2 separate regions of the Mus musculus genome follow, and region 2 is linked to region 1. The links are chromatin contacts, called in public promoter capture Hi-C maps. All regions are on one chromosome and are shown on one strand. The core of a region is the stretch at or near the end of the contact, and the rest is flanking DNA. Distances in the headings are between cores, read along the strand shown. Region 1 holds the start of Med6 (mediator complex subunit 6). Region 2 overlaps Map3k9 (mitogen-activated protein kinase kinase kinase 9).

Region 1 (3,152 bases), core at 207-2,706:
TTCTTTTTTTAAATTAATTTATTTTATAATTGCAAGTACACTGTGGCTATCTTCAGACAGACCAGAAAAGGGCATCAGATCCCATTACAGATGGTTGTGAGCCACCATGTGGTTGGTGGAATTTGAACTCAGGATCTCTGAAGAGCAATCAGTACTCTTAACCCGCTAAGCCATCTCTCTAGCCCCCTTATTACTAATTCTTATTCCATAACCAGAATCACAGATAATCTGCTCCCACTAAATTGTGAGTTTTTATTCATCAGGAATGAGCATAATAATCACTAAATGCTTCCAATCCATGCCTGAAGGTCAAGGCAAGTATGACTTACTTTATTATTCACAGATCTCAATCAATTTAAACAGCCTCATGTATCCATGGACATTCATCTACAAAAACTGAAATGAAAAGTCAAGTCTGAAAATAAAAGGTAAGTTGTGATCACTTCATAAACAGAATATACCAAAAACCAAGCAGATTTAACCTTCTCACTAATGCAGTCATCACTCTTCCAAGCTACCTCTAATTTCTGTCCATCCCAGAAAAGCCCTGGTTTCGTTTTGTTTTCCTTTTTTTGTTTCTAATTCTATCCCTGACTTTTACACTACTGTCAGCAGCTAAAATGATCTAGTAAAGAAATGCGTAAATGAAAAAAAAAAAAGACAAAGTCAGAATATGCCGTCCCTGTTGACTGTTCTCTCACATTTATCTTTCCAGATCTTCTCTTCTACATCTCCTCCCTATGCCAGCTTCTCTGCCATTCCTCTAAACACCAGACACATTACAATTACGCTAACAAATCTAAGTAATAAGCAATCCACTATGTACATGTATGAAATTGCCAAGAGGAAGAATGAAATATACACAAGCAAAAACAAACTGCTAAACAAAATGCTACCCGACCAAGAAGCTAGTAAGAGGTTGAGTCTCCATTCATTTATTTATTCTTACTCAATGAAAATATACCTCTACTGCTCAGCTTGCCGAAGGCAACCACTGAATGAATGATAAGTGAAAGGTATTATAGGCTAAAATTTAAAATTATTAATAAGAAGACGGGGATTTCTGTCCGGGGACCCATAAGGTGGGATCAGCCCTTATCTTATTCCACTTCTCTCTTCCGAAAAGCTATCCCTTCGCCCCGACATAACGCCCAGCATTGTGAGAGAAACCCCTAAATTGTTTCTAGTTTTTCCGCATCTACCCTTTTAAAGAGACTCGTCAGAAAACGGGAAAGCGCGACCCCTTTTCGTTAGATTAGAGCCTTAGGGTATCCAGGAGCCACTCAGAAGAACTTGAGAGACCTCACAAAAGAGGGTAACGCTGACTTCCGCAAGCTATGAAACCCCAGTAAACCACAATCTGGTAAGGGGAGCATAAAATTAATTACCTCGGATATCCACCGCCGCCATAATTCCAAAAGCGCTATAAGAGCCTCCTTCCGGCGCACAGTAAAGGCGATGACTACCGCGACGGAAGCGGAGGCTGCCGGCCGTACGGTTAGCGGGGAGGTCAAAAGTATTCACGCGGAGCGCGGCGGCAGGAAAAAAAAAAAGTGTTTGGGGGCGGGGATGAGACCTAAAGTGGGTGGAGCCGGGTTGAGCTTTGGTCGTTGGACACGGGCGGGAAAGAAGAAGGCGTGTCACAGGGTGGCGGCGGGGAGGGGAGGGGATTGGGACACGCAGAAGGATGGCGCAGGGAAGGCGGGGCCTGTAGACCTGTGGAGTAAGAAGATAAAGAATGACCCCCTCGCTTAGATGCCAAACTGCAGCTGGCAGAGGTTGTAGTAACAGAGCCAGAACAAAACAAACAAACAAAAAATAAGCAAAGCGTTAGGCCCAAACAGTGGGGAAAGTAATTTCATTTACAAGTAAAGAGGTTAAACAGAGCGCTGCCTCGTGCTCACTACTAACATTCTAAAATTCTCTAAACCAAGGCTTTCACTTGTAATCCCATCTCTCAGGAGGCAGAGCCAAGTGCATAACAAATTTGGGGCCAGCCTGGACTACACACAGAGACAGTATTTTTAAAAACCTCATGAGTATAAAAACAAACTGTTAGACTTAGGAGCTCCGTTTTTCACCTTATCTCAAGCAGAGAAAATCAAGAGACTTTGTTATTCCTGTTATTGAACCAACTAAAAACCTAAACCAGTTAAAAACCTGTAGCATTTTATGACTAAATTTCAAGAGATAGGAAGGGAATTCAGGGGTGAATTATTAACAAGATTAAAAAGAGAAAAGGAACTGGGCGTGGTGGCGCATGCCTTTAATCCCAGCCTGGTCTACAAAGTGAGTTCCAGGACAGCCAGGGCTATACAGAGAAACCCTGTCTCAAAATAAATAAATAAATAAATAAATAAATAAATAAATAAATAAATAAATAAATAAATCAATAAATAAATAAATCAATAAATAAAATTTTTAAATGAGAGAAAAGGAACGAAAAAACAACAACAAAAAAGAGAGAGAGAGAGAGAGAAGAGGAATTCCTTGAGTAGTGTCTAAACACTTGAAGGCAGGGAACAATTCTGTGATGTGAGGAAGCCATAGAAACCCACAACAGAACGTTCTGTCTCTAGTGTGGTTTTCTAAAAGCAAAATGATGGAGATGCTTACAAACAAGATACAGAAACTGAGAGGAGAACCCCAAAACCTGAAGGAAGGAACCTAAATTCACAAAACTAAGGACTACCTAGGCTCCCCCAGCATGTAACCAGAATCCACAAACAAGGCAGGAGAACCATTAATTTAACTGGGACTTTTCGACTCACAGATCAAAGAATTCCACATTTTAAATTCTCAGCATAATAAATACATCACACACACACACACACACACACACACACACACACACACACACACGTTGGTTTTCAAGACAAGATTTTTTAGCTGTCCTGGAACTTGGTTTGCTGACTAGGCTACCAAGCTGGCCTTGAACTCACAGAGATCTACTTGCCTCCGCCTCTCAAGTGCTGGTATTAAAGGTGTGGGCCACCACATCCAGAGAAAACATATTTCTTGTTCACTTCAATTTGTGAACTAGGATTTTATACCGGAAATGACAAAGAAGTGTGTCCAAACTGCTCTGCTTTTCTGTTTGGTTTGTTTCTTTGTTTTTATTCGGATAGTTTCAGCAGGAAAAGGCAAGCTTT
Region 2 (3,152 bases), core at 429-2,928, 150 kb after region 1:
CCCAACACCCATATGGTGGTTCCAGCCATGTAACCTGGTAAGAGATAATCAGGCTAAAAATCACCCCCAAATCTTGCTGACTAAGATGCCATACTGTAAACCACAGAACTCTGCTGAGTGGGGGACTAAGAAGCTGTCCAGATAAAGGCAAGACACACCTCCTTATCCAAAGTGGGATGGTTCGAAAGGCTTTGTGTGAGCATAGCCTCTGTAGCCGGTTATGTGAGCATAGCCTCTATAGCCGGGCATAGCCTCTATAGCTGGGCATAGCCTCTATAGCCGGGCATAGCCTCTATAGCTGGGCATAGCCTCTATAGCCCGACACAGCCTTGCCTGAATTTGTGTTAGTGAGACAGACTTCAGAGCAAGAAGAAAGGTTTCCTCTTCGCCCCTGTGAGGAAGAAACGTCTACAGACAGTGTAGCAATTAAATTATAAAAGTGATTCAGTTGGGCCCGGGAAACCAGTAAAAACAATACAAGTTAACTCTTAGTCCTGTGTGCCAAGACAACCTAGAGCCTTCCCGCTCTCCTTGCACTTACCTACCTAAGATGCCTTACATTGCAGACCCTGACAGTAAAGACCTTCTGCAGTGAGAGAGCAGGTGCTTCATCCATGACACAGCCACACCCTTCTCTCCACTTCTACTCCCATCCACTGAACTGTCACATACTGAAGGGGAGTGGCCCAAGGAGCTCCAGGTCCTATGTGCTTCTTAGAAAAACAGCAGTGTGCCCCAGGATTACCGGCAGCTTCAGAGTTGGAGTCTAGAAAGCAAACAACCCCACCCTAGACCTAATGGATGAACCCTCCCTCCTCCTCCACACTCTCTACTCCAGACACATCCCTCCCCATCCTGGCTTCCCCCACCCAGGTGCCTACGCAGATACAAAACAGGAGAAGGAAAAAAAAAACAAACCCTTCTTCTTTAGTGACAAAAACAAATAAACAAACAAACCCACAACAACAAAAACCCTTCCAGACTTTCTGAGGCAAAACAACAGGACAGCAGACATTCAAAGAGTTAGGCAAGTGACACTAAGGAAATCCCCCTCCCCCTTCCTGAATATACACTGTGTGAGATCAGTCTCCCAAAGCCCTAGGTGGCTGGGATAGGGTGCAACCAGATGTTTCGTATTAGTTGATCTGGATGCTTAAACGAGATGCAAGATTGATGGGGTAAGAATCAGCCACAAACCCTCTGTCAGCATTGGGTATACAGCTAGCTACAGGCCAGTCTCATCTGCTCGCCACTGTCCCACCCACCTCAGACTCAGCTGACCTTGCCCTTTGTGTACTCCATGACCTAGAGACCGACTCTCATCAACAGAGAGGGACTATAATCTGAAACCAGTCACTACCTGAGCAGGCAGTAGCAGGTCATAGTGTTCTGAAGCACTGGTCTTCCCAGCAGCAGGGCTCGTGAAAGCTTTCCTGTACAGGGCTGTTAGTTGAGATGAAATATGAAACAACCTGTTCCGGGCCATTTTCATCACCCACAAGGAAGTCCTGTAACCTTTAAGCAAATATCCCCCCATTCTTCTCTCCTCCCAGGCCCAATCTGCTGTGACCCCATGGTGAAGACTTCACGAAATAGAAAGCTACAGTATGATGTCTGCCTCACTTCCTCAGTGTTTTCAGGGTTGCCACATTATAACGTTTGTTAGTACCATGTTCCTCTTCATGGCTAATACTATTCCACTGTAATACATTCCTACTGTACACTACATAGCAGGACAGCTGCTCAGTTAGGATCAAACACTGTGTAACTGAACTTGGCTGCTCGCTGACATCATCTTTCTGAGTCCTTTAGTTGTCTCTAAGAAGTAGAAAGATGACACTCCCTGTTTCGTCCACGTCAAAGGAGATGTAAAGGGGAAGGGAGCAGAGTCCACATCTCTCAGCCACAGCCTTGTTCTCCATCTCCGTGCTATGTGATCCCGAGCCTGAAAGACATTCTGGCTTTCAGGCTCAACTCCGTTTCCTCAGTGCTACAGCTAATTAGCTCTCCCTCTCTGCTGCCCCATTGCTAGTTCTTCTTCAGCAGCTAAACCCAACTGCACACAATCCAACCGCTTGTACGTCTAAGCACTCCCTGCTGGGGTGTATGAGTGTCTATCATCTTTTCTAGAATGATGCGGAATCCGACCCCTGGAGAATAAAACCCTCATTCCCTTCTAGAATCCATGACATCTTGGTCCAGGAACCTTGCACAGGGGCCAGGCTCTTGGCAAGAACTCCCTCGTGCCTGGCCAGTTATTGACTGAGGTGTACCTGTGCATTTTCCTGACTATATTTTTAAAATGTTCATTTTAGACCTCGGCCAGGGGTTCCCCAGTGATTGATGTACCGGTGCAATATGGACTGTGGGCTACAGAAGGGGTAATCTGGAGATTCAGCCTGCATGCCTGCACCAGTTACTTAAGCATCCTGTGGCCATAATACCTGACAGAATCCACCTAAGGAAGAAAAATAATTATTCAGGTTCTCTACGTCAGAGGATCCACCCCAGCCTACCACAGTAAGGATGGCATGATGCTCACTGCAGAGGATCAAGAGGAAATAAGTCTTCACATTACAGCCCTGAAACTGAGCCACAACTTTTCAAACCCTGCTCTTAGCACCTACATACGACACTCAGGCCTCACGCCCCAAAGCCCAAAGGTCTATGACCTATTACTTTATAATGGGCTTCATGGGCTAGTTCTCCAGCTTAAAAAAAATTTGTATTTATCTGTGTGTGTGTGTGTGTGTGTGTGTGTGTAGATGTGCTCAGTGTGTGTGTTTGTGTGTGTATGTGTGTGCATTTGTGTGCACGTGTGTGTAGATGTACTCATGCTACAGCATGCAAGAACAAGTTAAAGGTTCCAGCTCCTTCCACGTAGTTCCTGGGGATCAAGCTTGGCCTTCCGTCCTCCTGACAGGCTCCTGCAGGCTCTGAGCCCTCTCCACAGCGGCTGCAGCCCCTTCTCTTTCCTCACTTGCTCTTTCCTACTCTTTGTTCTTCCTTGCTGAGCTTCCTGGCTGAGTCTTCTGACCCAGTGCAGGTTGTTTACTCCCTGCCATAGTTTTCTAAGTTCTAAAAGCTCCTCCTCATCTTTTCCTTTGTTTTGGGGGTAAGAAGTACAAGATCCTGGGCAGCAGCTGCTTCTG

What was found. Promoter capture Hi-C pulls out the DNA fragments that hold promoters and counts their contacts.
Region 2: a promoter capture Hi-C map of macrophages shows a contact between it and region 1, with 6 read pairs. The contact joins the enhancer-like site here to the promoter of Med6 in region 1. A contact is called at or near these places in 1 of 39 promoter capture datasets (macrophages), 1 of 15 datasets of contacts at CTCF or cohesin (the NIH/3T3 cell line), 3 of 115 datasets of contacts at active chromatin or transcription factors (bone marrow-derived macrophages and embryonic stem cells) and 3 of 9 other capture datasets (adipose tissue, liver and pancreatic islet).

Annotation. Positions count from the first base shown.
Region 1 is chr12:81,593,552-81,596,703 of GRCm38.p6, forward strand. Med6 (mediator complex subunit 6) reads right to left here and starts at 1,457. Exons shown (of 8, transcript NM_001347384.1): 1 at 1,389-1,457. The coding sequence starts at 1,410.
Region 2 is chr12:81,744,958-81,748,109 of GRCm38.p6, forward strand. The region is part of intron 2 of Map3k9 (mitogen-activated protein kinase kinase kinase 9); the gene reads right to left. Among named protein-coding and RNA genes, the nearest start is that of Map3k9, 35 kb to the right of the region's middle. Within about 2 kb of position 1,679, at least 22 of the 459 cell types and tissues checked have an H3K27ac peak or open chromatin away from gene starts, as enhancers often do. A contact at or near this core is called in macrophages, where this site is marked.